2 separate regions of the Mus musculus genome follow, and region 2 is linked to region 1. The links are chromatin contacts, called in public promoter capture Hi-C maps. All regions are on one chromosome and are shown on one strand. The core of a region is the stretch at or near the end of the contact, and the rest is flanking DNA. Distances in the headings are between cores, read along the strand shown. Region 1 holds the start of Sirt6 (sirtuin 6). Region 2 holds the start of Eid3 (EP300 interacting inhibitor of differentiation 3).

Region 1 (5,239 bases), core at 1,177-3,676:
GACCCTTCCCAGATCCTGGGGCTTGGACCAGCTGCTCAGTCTGCCTCCTCCTCCAGAAAGCCTTCCTAGGGGGCTCACTCACAAGGGGCGTCCACTTCTCTTTCCTGGAGGATGTCCCAGCCTGTCCCATTCTGAGGAACTGTTGCATGCATAGCTGTCTGACGGTGTCTTCACAAACTCACAAATACCTCCTCCCCACTACAAAAAACCTGTTGGCTAGCCGCGGCACACCCCTTTAATCCCTCCATTGGGAGGCAGAGGCAAGTGGATCTCTGTGAGCCTGATCTACAGGGCAAGTCCCAGGGTAGCCAAGACATGGAGAAATTCTGTCATGTACTCGCCCTCTGCCGCAACAGTCAGTTGGCCCTAAAGCCCCTGCCAACCTCCCCACCCCACCCCAGTGAGGGGTGGAACCCTGCCTACATCCCCCCAATTTGACCAAGTACTGCCCGGCTTTGGGCTCCGAGCCTTCCCCCTCTTTGCATCCCTAATAAATGCCCCTGAGCTAGGGCACCCTGGTCCAATAAGGAGGAAGAGATGCAATTGAGCCCCAGCCCCCCGGCCGACTCATCGGACCTGGGGAAGCCCGAGCGCACGTGCAGCCCGTCTACGTTCTGGCTGACCAGGAAGCTGAGGAAGCCCATGCGTTCTAGCTGAACCAGGGCCATGTGGGTCTTCGAGGGCCGAGCATTCTCGAAGGTGGTGTCAAACTTGGGGGCCAGGCCGCGTTCCTCCATGGTCCACACGCCATGGGGGCCTCTGAGGATAGCAAGCAGAGGAGGACAGGCACAGAGGTCAAACATTCATTTTCCAGGCTGTGGGCTCTTCCTGTTAATGCTGAAGTCAGCCCATGCTGGCCCCAGCCCCGTTCTTAGGGTGGTTCTGTATCCTGTGGTGGAGACAATGACTGCCGGGTAGGCAAGAATTCTAAAGAGCATGGGACGTCTTCATGAAAGAGGCGGAGGGGCTGAGGGTCTGGGGGTAAACAAAGGCAGGGGAGCTAGTGGAGCTGGGGCTGAGTACTGGTTAAGACCGGCTGCGGGTTCCCAGAATGCTTTACAGTGGTCATAGGCTGCCACCGAAGGTTATGGGTGAGCTAGTCACTCCACAACATTGAGTCATTCTGACCCTAGAAAACCCAGTGGCTGGCCGAGCTGCATGAATACATTTCCCAGCATGCCTTGCAGCTACTACATTATGTGGGCATGCTCTGATCCTTGGGCAAGTGGAGTTTTTGCTGGGCCTTTCAGAGACATAGGAAAACTGAAAGGTCCTTCTGCCACCTCACCTTAGTCCCTAGAGGTGTATCAGCAAGAGCCCTGCCTCAGTTTCCCCTCATTGTTCACCGACCTGAAGTCGGGGATGCCAGAGGCGGTGCTGATGCCGGCGCCCGTGTGGAAAACCACGCTGGAGGACTGCCACATTAGCCGGGCCAGCTCCCACACCTTGCGTTCCAGCTCCTCTGGTGGGTCGAAGATCTGTAGGGTCAGAGGGCAGGAGGAGGCAACACGTGACCTCCCAAGTGGCAGGCCTCCTGTGGGTCAATGCTCTGTCTGCCCCTTCTCAACATCCCTCAGTTCCAGCCACACTCTTAACACATCGCTGTGTCCTACCCCAGGGCCTTTGCACATGCCGAGCCCTCTTCCCAGAGTGCTGTTCCTGCAGGCAGCCACTCCTTTGTCCTGGTCTGGTTGTGGCCCACGTGACCTCCCCACTGACGTCATCCCCCATCCTGGACTTTAGATAACCCACCTCTCTCCCCTAAATCAAGATGCAGCTCTACTTGTCTAGGGGCTCCGTTAACATGAGGCAGGCAGGGCATGGTGTCGCAGGCCTTTAACACCAGTACTCGGGAGGCAGAGGCAGGAAGATTCCTGTGAGTTCGGGGCCAGCCTGGGCTACAAAGAGAGAACCCTCCACCCTACTACACCCCTTCAGAAACAACAAAGACTGACAGCCCCACACTCAGGATCCATCTGGCCCAGATTCAGGGAGGAGTACAGAGTGGGGTACAGGGATGCCCCCAGGAAAGGGTGCCAGCTTCCGGCCCTGCAGATCTTCCCACAGCTCCAGGTTTTCCCTGACAATTAAGACGTCCACTCCCTGACCTGACGATTTGGTCTCGTTCCCATTAGCCCCTCACTCCTTCCCTGACCCAGGTTCCTCCGTGTCACCCAGCCTGAGCAGTGGGTGTCACTTCCCGCCCCCTCCTTCCAGGGAAGTCCCTCCCATTGTCTAGACTCTATGTTTCATGCTGTTCCCACAATGCCCCGCTTCGCCCGGCCGCTCCCCGTCTGGGGTCATTCGGTGACTCGAACACTGCAGCTCTCACCTCGGGCAGCCCGCACTTGCCCTTATCCGCGTAAGGCGACAACCCTGCTGCATAATTCACCGACATCGTCGCCGGCGCTGCCGCACGGGAACAATAAAGTTTCCCTTGTTGAGGCCGCTTCCGCCGGAAGTGGTGAAGGGACGGTCGGGAAAGAGTAGCCGCCTTCCCTAGATACGTGCCTGAGGGTGGGGTGGGTACGTGGAGGTGAAAAACAGCATTCTTTCCAGAGCGCATGCGCCCTCCTGATGCAGCAAGCTTAGTCTTCAGTGCTGGCCGAGACTACCTCTCTGACTTAGTGGATTCCCCAGTCCTGGGATCCGCGACCAGAGCCAGAAAAGTGATGAGGCCACTCACAGGAGTCGAGGCAGGGGGATTGCGAGTCCCAGACCAACTCCCTGTTTCAAAAGAGACAACATCAGCAAAACCCAGAAATGAAACCAAACAAAGCAAAACAAAAATCCACAGTTCTCAGTGTGTAGAGCCCTGCCCGGAGTGCTTATAGCACTGGCAGGAGGGGACAGAAAGTTCGAAGCCACGCTAGGCTACATGATACCCTAACCTTTGTGACTGTCATCCAGGGTCTGCCTGACTCTGGCTACAGGAGAGAATGAATGGAAAACTGGGGTTCTTGGGCAGAGGAAAGACCTCTGGGCCCCCTGCCAACATTTCCTGGGTTAGTTTCTGGAGTGCACCTCCCGGAATATCACAGAGCATAGGGTTAGGTCCACAGAACTGGGCGAGTTCCACGTGTTACCCAGAGGTGCCCAGAGATGCAAGGAGAGAGGTGAAGAGCCCTGCTTCCGTGGCCATCTAGAGATGGGAGGCACTATCTGACCATTCTGCCTGTTGGTAATCAACAGACACAGGAGCCATGTGATGGGTCAATGGCAGCATATAACAACCGAAGCCTCCTGATCCCCGTGGAGACCCCAAGAAAGGCTTCGAGGAGGCAGGAGCACACAAGGAGGTGGGAGAGGCCGTCCTTGGGGCTGCCCATCTGAGCAAGCTGGCTAACAGCAGCTTGTCTCCTCCCTTGGCTCATCCGTCCCCCGCTCCCCCACCCCAACCTGATCGGGTGTCACCTCTACTCTGCTGCTGGTGGCTCGCAGCTGGAGCGGGTAACCAGAGAGGCTGCTTGGACGCTGGGTTCCGGTCTGGAGTCGCCTGAGGTAGGGGGATGTGGGTGAGGGAGGCCAGGGAAGTCTGGGTGCTGGTGAGGGGTGCTACCTGCAACAGTATGAACACACGCATCTGCACACTTGTGACAGGTGCACACATCCCACGCGGGAGCCAAGGCCCAGGCCCAGTGCGCAGCGTCACCTGTGCTGTGTCACCTCTTCAGAAGGCAAACCCTTAAATCCACAGGCCTTCCCTGCCACCTTGCCGTGGCGATTTCCTTCAGACTGGTAGCATGTGGACAACTCTTTTGGGTGTTTTGTCACCCACCCTTGGTGGTAGGTGTGGGGTGAAAGTGAACCTGATTAGTAGAGGAGGTGGGATCAGTGAATGGATGGATGGATGGGTAGATGGGTGGGTGGATGGGTGAGTGGGTAGATGGGTGGGTGGATGGGTGGGTGGATGGGTGAGTGGGTAGGTGGGTGGGTGGATGGGTGAGTGGGTAGATGGGTGGGTGGATGGGTGGGTGGGTAGATGGGTGGGTGGATGGATGGATGGATGGGTGGGTGGATGGGTAGATGGATGGGTGGGTGGAACTGCCCTAAATAGTGACAGTTTTGACCAGACTTTCTTGCAAAACACTGACTTTCCAGTGTGTCTCCCCCTGTAGCTCCATTACATATGAACCCAGGTTAGAGGTACAGGAGGAGACCCAGCTTGGGAGAACTTGGAAGCTCCGTTTGGGGAGGTAGATAGTTCTGTGTGGGAGAGAGGCGATTTTGTGAATAGAAATTTCACAGAGAAGAGTGTTTGTGTGGTGGGGAGTTTATGGCATCAATGATTGCACAAACTCCAGGTTGCAGCCTGTGTGAGCTGCTGAACTAGTGCTGCTGGTTGTGATGCACGCTCAGCCCCACTTCAGGGGACTGCCTGGACAAGGAGGAATTATCTCTGTTTACAGTTGAGGACAGTTCCTTCAGAGGGTGCAAGTAGCCTGAACTTGGACACACAGCAGATTTGCCCAGGCTGTGTTGTGAGGACAGTGTGGCTGACCACCCCAGCATCCTGTCCCTCACCCGACCCACGCCTTGTCCAGAAACAAGACGAGAGCCCCTAGCAGGTGTGATGAAGACCCTCCGGGCACGATTCAAGAAAACAGAGGTGAGTCTTCAGGCTTGGAGGACTGCTCAGTCCTCCCTGCTGTGGCTCAGAACCCACCAGTCCTTTAGGCTCCACCTGATCCCCTATCCGCTGTTCCCCCAGCTGCTGCAGCAGGTCAGCTACTCCAGCAGGTCAGCTGCTCCAGCAGGTCCCTGGTTCAGTTTTCTGGATCAAATGCTGATTGCCCACGTAGGTTCACTGAGTCCCACTCATGGTTCAGTTCTGCTCACCCACCCCCCACTCAGGGTCTCAGTGGTTACTGGGGCAACCCTTCCTCCTTTGCACATGCTGGCAAGGTGTCACCGAGATACCCCCAAACTCTTCCTGCCCCCGTTTTCATTTTCATCGTCGTCCGAATTTAGTGATTCCTGAGGGATTCCCAAGTGCTCTGCTCTGTGAGCCCTGGTCTTTTGCTCACTATGATTCTTCAAGGAATGAACTTATGTGCATTTGAGAGAGGAAGGATGGCTCAGAGAGGTGGTAGAAGCTCCTCAAAGCCACACAGCAGGGAAGCGATATGCCTGTCTCCATTAGAAGATGGAGATAGGTATCAATGGGTGTGACCTGCAGGGGGAATGGGGAGGGAAGGGCTGGGAGGGGGGGGAGGAAGCAAGAGATCCAGAGAGCCAG
Region 2 (5,239 bases), core at 945-3,444, 1.2 Mb after region 1:
AACAACTTAGAATTTTACATCTGATAGTCATAGTGCCTTTAGCTTGGCATGCAGTGCAGGTGAGCCTTTGTCAGAAAGAAAGAGGCCACTTCAGTTAATCATGCAACTGTGAGGCTAGGCCTTACCCTGTTATCTCTGACACAGATCTGTATGATGATATACACATTTAAAAATACTTTTGTTAGGACTTAGGGGTAAGCTGAGTGGTATAGAGGGATTGCCTGGCTTGCCATGGCCCTAAGTTCAAGGTTCAATCCACAACACTACTAGAAAACGTATGCTGTCTTAGGGTTTCCTTGCTGTGAAGGGACAACATGACCATGGCAAAGTATTAGAAAGGAAAACATTTCATTGGAACTGGCTTGCAGCTTCAGAGGTTCAGTCCATTATCATCATGGTGGGAAGAATGGCAGTGTCCAGGCAGACGTGGTGCTGAAGGAGCCCAGAGTTCTACATCTTGATCTGCAGGCAGCAGAAGGAGACTGTGTGCCACATTGGGCATAGCTTGAGCATAGGAAACTTCAAAGCCTGCCCCCACAGTGACACGTCCTTCCACAACACCAAACCTCCTAATAGTGCCACTCCCTATGGGCCAAGCATACATATGGGGGCCATACCCATATAAGCCACCGTATATGCCAAAAGAAAAAAAAAGGAGTCGGACAGTGGGCAGTGGTGGTGCACACCTTTAATCCCAGCACTTGGGAGGCAGAGGCAGGTGAATTTCTGCTTTGGAGGCCAGCCTGGTCTACAGAGTGAGTTCCAGGACAGCCAGGACTACACAAGAAACCCTATCTCGAAAAACCAAAAAAAAAAAAAAAAAAAGAAAAAAGATCAGTAATAGTTTTTAAGATAGAGTGGAATACGCAGGAGACCGATTTTGCAAATGAGGAAACTCAAGTATATGGAAATTACAGAAGCATTTTTTTTTTTCATTTAAAGATGTGTACATTTAAATGTGGATATGTGCGTGTTGAGTACAGAGGCCTGTATGTACATCCTCAACCTAAAAATATTTTTCTTTTCCTAAAACCTAAAACAATGAAAAAAATCATTGCTTTGTATATAAAAGAACATAGTAAGTATGTACTCGGTAGTTAAAACCACTGATTATATAATTTTTATTCTATATGTTATAATTCCCATCTTATAAATGAGGGACAGTGGTGGCTTGCAGATTTAGCACCCGTCTAAGTTAATATAAGTAGATAAAGACTGGGACACAGGCTTTTCTTCCAGCCCATTTTTAGATTGGATTCCTTGAGGTGGAGTTAAAGTTGTGAGCCTGTAAGTGCTCTTAACATCTAAACCTTGTCTCCAGCCCCTTCAGCCCATTTTAAAAAATTAAAAATTAGTATTGTGATATATGTATGATGTATGTTTAGGCATGAGTACCCTGGTCTGTATGTCAAGTTTAAAAGACAGCATATGTGTAGACATGAGTACCATGGTCCATGTATGGAATTCAGAGGACAAGTTTGCGGAGTTGATTCTTTCACTCACGTTGAGTGGTTCGTCTTTTTGAAGGTTTATTTTTAAAAGTATGTGCATGCACACATGATTGCCAGTGGAGGCTAGAAGGAAGTGTTGGAACTGGAGTTACAGGCAGTGGCTGTGAGCTACCCCATGGGGTGCTGAACTCTGTCACTGACAGAGTCCCGTGCCCCCCCCCCCCCCCCAAGCTTTCTGTGGTGAGAGTTGGGTATGATGCGCTTGTTGAACTTAGAAACAAAACACTCCTCACATTGTTAAATCGCTGTGCACTGATAACTCCAGCCACTTAATTGCGCCATGGGTCACTGGTGAGCTGGTGTGTGGTTCCCAAAGCATATTATTCACCCAGTAGGTGATAACACAGATGGTGCGAGATGATACTAAAAATCTTCTTAGTTTGCTCATCTTATAGGATTCAGGTTAACCTCCTCTGTAGTGTATAAAAGCATTTAGCCTTTGGCAGGCTTCCCTTGCAAAATCCTGCCTGCCCACTGTTCTTCCACCCTTGAGTGGAGACACTCCTAAGAGTGTAAGGGATGGTGGGGGTGGGGGGCAAGAAGCATCCTTCATGCTGTGAATTAGCATGTACTTCCCTCTAAGCAGAAAAAGAACAACGGGAGCCTGGGCTGGAGGTGTGGTCTCTGTGAGCTGGGGGGCGGGGTTGCTTGCGCATGGGCAGGAGGCTCTGTTCCAACGGCTTACCTTTGCCATCTCGCGTCGCTACGGTTGGTAGGTAGTATGGTAGTAGCCCTGGGAGAGCTGTTACCTGCGCACCACCACCATGTCTAAAGAAAAATGTTCCCTTACTGGAGGCAAAGAGAAAAGAGGGGAGCTGGTCCGGAGTCTGGCATGGCAGCACCTGGTGAAACAGGAGGAGGAAGAGGCAGTGAAGAAGGAAGAAAAGGAGGAAGGGGAAGATGAGGAGGAGGAAGGCTCAGACAGTAGCTCCGATGACCCGAACCCCGAGCCCCCCTGCATGCACCCAGACCTCCTGGAGCTGGTGGTGGATCGAGAGAAGTGCCGCAAAATCCGCAGGCAGTACCGGCAGCTCATCTACACCGTGCAGCAGAACCGCGAGGACATTGTGAACACGGCCAGCGACACGCTGAGTGAGGCCCTGGAGGAAGCCAACGTGCTGTTTGACGGAGTGAGCAGAACCAGAGAGGCAGCCCTTGATGCCCAGTTCCTGGTTTTGGCCTCTGATCTGGGTAAAGAGAAGGCGAAGCAGCTAAACACCGATATGAACTTTTTTAATCCCATTGCCTTCTGCGATTTGCTGCTGTTGTTTGTGGGCTTCAATTGGGTAGAAGAGGAGTGTAAGGAATTTAGCGACTGCGATGATAGCATAGTTCTTTCCTTTTGGGGCATGTTGCACGAGGAAGCAACCTCCTGGATGCTGCAAGCCGAAACGTTCCACTTCATTTTTGGGTCATTTAAGGCAGAACGTTCTGCACGAAAGCCCCGGCTTGGATGTCACAAAAGAGCTTGCAAAATGGAAGGAAGTGGAGATATGCCTACAAAGTTGAGGAGGCTGGATGTGCATGCTAATCAGGAGACGACAGAAAAAGAAGTTGAGAGAATCTTGGGATTGCTGCAAACCTACTTTCAAAAGTACCCCGATACTCCAGTGTCATACTTTGAGTTTGTGATTGATCCAAACTCATTCTCTCGCACTGTGGAGAATATCTTCTATGTGTCTTTTATTATTAGGGATGGCTTTGCAAGAATAAGGCTTGACCAAGACAGGCTGCCAATTCTAGAGCCAACTAATGTGAGCCAGGTGGATGATGAAAGTGATTCCTATTCGTACTGCAGGAAACAAGGCGTTATATCTTTGAGTTTACAGGACTGGAAAAATATTGTCTCCACTTTTGAAATTTCAGAGGCTATGATCAAAAACTCATATTAAAGAGTTTTATTCATAGTATATCTTGAACTAACATCGAAAAATGGAATCTAAACAGAAGCACAAACTCTAGTAAACTATTTTCAAGAACAAATGAAATTGTCTACTGTGCAGTGTATTTTACTTGATAATCTAATAAGGTTGTAATCTTAAAAGTTCACTCTCATGCTTATGGGAAAGTTTTTTTGAAATTCACATGACACTCTCAGTAAGCTCCCGAGTTTCTTAGAAAGTATTAATTAGCCAACTTGCTAAACACAAAAACCAGGACTCACTGGGATACTGAATTGCTTTTTCTGACGCTGCAAAACTAAGGGCAAGGGGGCTTTTCACCAGGTCGGGGCAAGAGTGAGAACAAGACAAGAAAAGTCAGTAGTGTTCAGACTCTCAAGTCCAGGTGACGGGCTTCCTTTCAAAAAGTGGATCTCTGTATTCTGAACTTTGTTTTTGATAAATGAATTTAATAAAAGTGTGTGTGTGTACTGTAAGACTGAAGCCACTAAGTCTTGAAAGGCAGGTCCAAGTTAGACAATAGGGAAGGCATCCTGGCTTGGTTTTGAGACAGGGTCTCCTCATGGAACCCTGGCTGGCCTGGAACTCACAGTGACCTGCCTGCACCTGCCTCTGCCTCCCACCACACTGGGGGAGAAGGCATCCTAGGGAAGAAAACAAGATCAAATCTGTGCCACTGAGACGAGTCATGACCCAAGAGGCTGGGCAGATTTACAGAAAATTTACCCTTGACTATGAAGCAGGCGGGAATGTCCCTGACCTCGCCAGTGTTCAGAGGTAGACAATATTTGTCACTCCCAGTTGCAAGCCTTATCTTTGGCTAATCTTTCACCACTCAGTATCATCATGATTTTTACTAGCAGTGTCCCTCCGTGATGTTTCAACATGTAACAACTCTGATTGTCCCAATTAAACTTGCTTTAATAAACAAAAGGCCCAGGGGTTTTGCTCTGTATCTGGCCTATCTAGTGAGAATTCTCTATCCACCCACCCCTGGCCCCTGTGCCCCACGTGCCCAGTTTCTTGTGGGCCTAAGTTGGAAACAGGGTGCTGATTTGAGTACTTGGTCTGGCGTGGTAGCCTTTTGCTTCTGAGAGATTGCATCAGAGGAAGCTGTGCTGTGAATATTTTAAGTCAGGAAGGAGCTCCTGTTGCAGATATTTGTATGATTTTTTTTTTCTTTCTCTTGGTACCTTGCAGTTTTCAGAGTGTAAATCACAGATAACTGGGGTTCTGGTTTCACGATTAAGTTTTCTTAGCATGAGTCCTGAGGTAGCTTCTGCCCCCAACCTGAGTGGGGTTTCTCTGTGCGTGCAAATTATCTGATGGTCAATAGAATATTTGGTTTATGAAAATAATTCCAGAAGAACCGGTGGACATGCCCTGAATGTGAGTCTTCTGAATGTAAGTAAGTCGTTGTTGGTGGAAAGGAGCTGCCGCTCATGTGGCTAGAGGTGTTTTGTTCCGCTTATAGTAAGCTTTCCTACTAAGTCTGTAGTGGCTCAGAGGAGGGAAATCCAAAGTCTAAATGATAGCAGGATCTTTGTGTGGAGAAAGTTCATTATACCAGCAATGCATAGAGAATTCAGGAAAAAGCCCCAAACCCCTTTCCTCACATGAAGGAGTGCTAAACCTTTCCCAGCCCTGGCCACCCTTGAGGATGAAGGAGCATCCTTTGGCCTCGATGCTCCTCCTACTGGCATCTCAGCAGCGCCCTGGGGTTTCCAAAAGATGCTCTTTGGAAAGAGAATTGGGCCATAGATGAGTTGAGTTGTAGAAAAATAACCAAACTGCAGATCTGCTTGTCAACACCTTAAAATGAGAAGA

Evidence for each region. Promoter capture Hi-C pulls out the DNA fragments that hold promoters and counts their contacts.
Region 2: a contact with region 1 is called in a promoter capture Hi-C map of stem cell-derived epiblast-like cells, with 5 times the contacts expected there. The contact joins the promoter of Eid3 here to the promoter of Sirt6 in region 1. A contact is called at or near these places in 5 of 39 promoter capture datasets (the C10 cell line, HPC-7-derived erythroid cells, cranial neural crest and 2 more), 1 of 484 Hi-C or Micro-C datasets (B cells) and 3 of 115 datasets of contacts at active chromatin or transcription factors (bone marrow-derived dendritic cells, embryonic forebrain and pancreatic cancer cells).

The regions. Positions count from the first base shown.
Region 1 is chr10:81,625,140-81,630,378 of GRCm38.p6, forward strand. Sirt6 (sirtuin 6) reads right to left here and starts at 2,427. Exons shown (of 8, transcript NM_181586.4): 1 at 2,333-2,427; 2 at 1,351-1,478; 3 at 577-759. The coding sequence starts at 2,398. It also overlaps a transcript of Ankrd24 not described here.
Region 2 is chr10:82,864,432-82,869,670 of GRCm38.p6, forward strand. Eid3 (EP300 interacting inhibitor of differentiation 3) reads left to right here and starts at 2,195. Exons shown (of 1, transcript NM_025499.2): 1 at 2,195-3,499. The coding sequence starts at 2,276. The coding sequence ends at 3,403. All of the region lies in intron 2 of Txnrd1 (thioredoxin reductase 1), which reads left to right.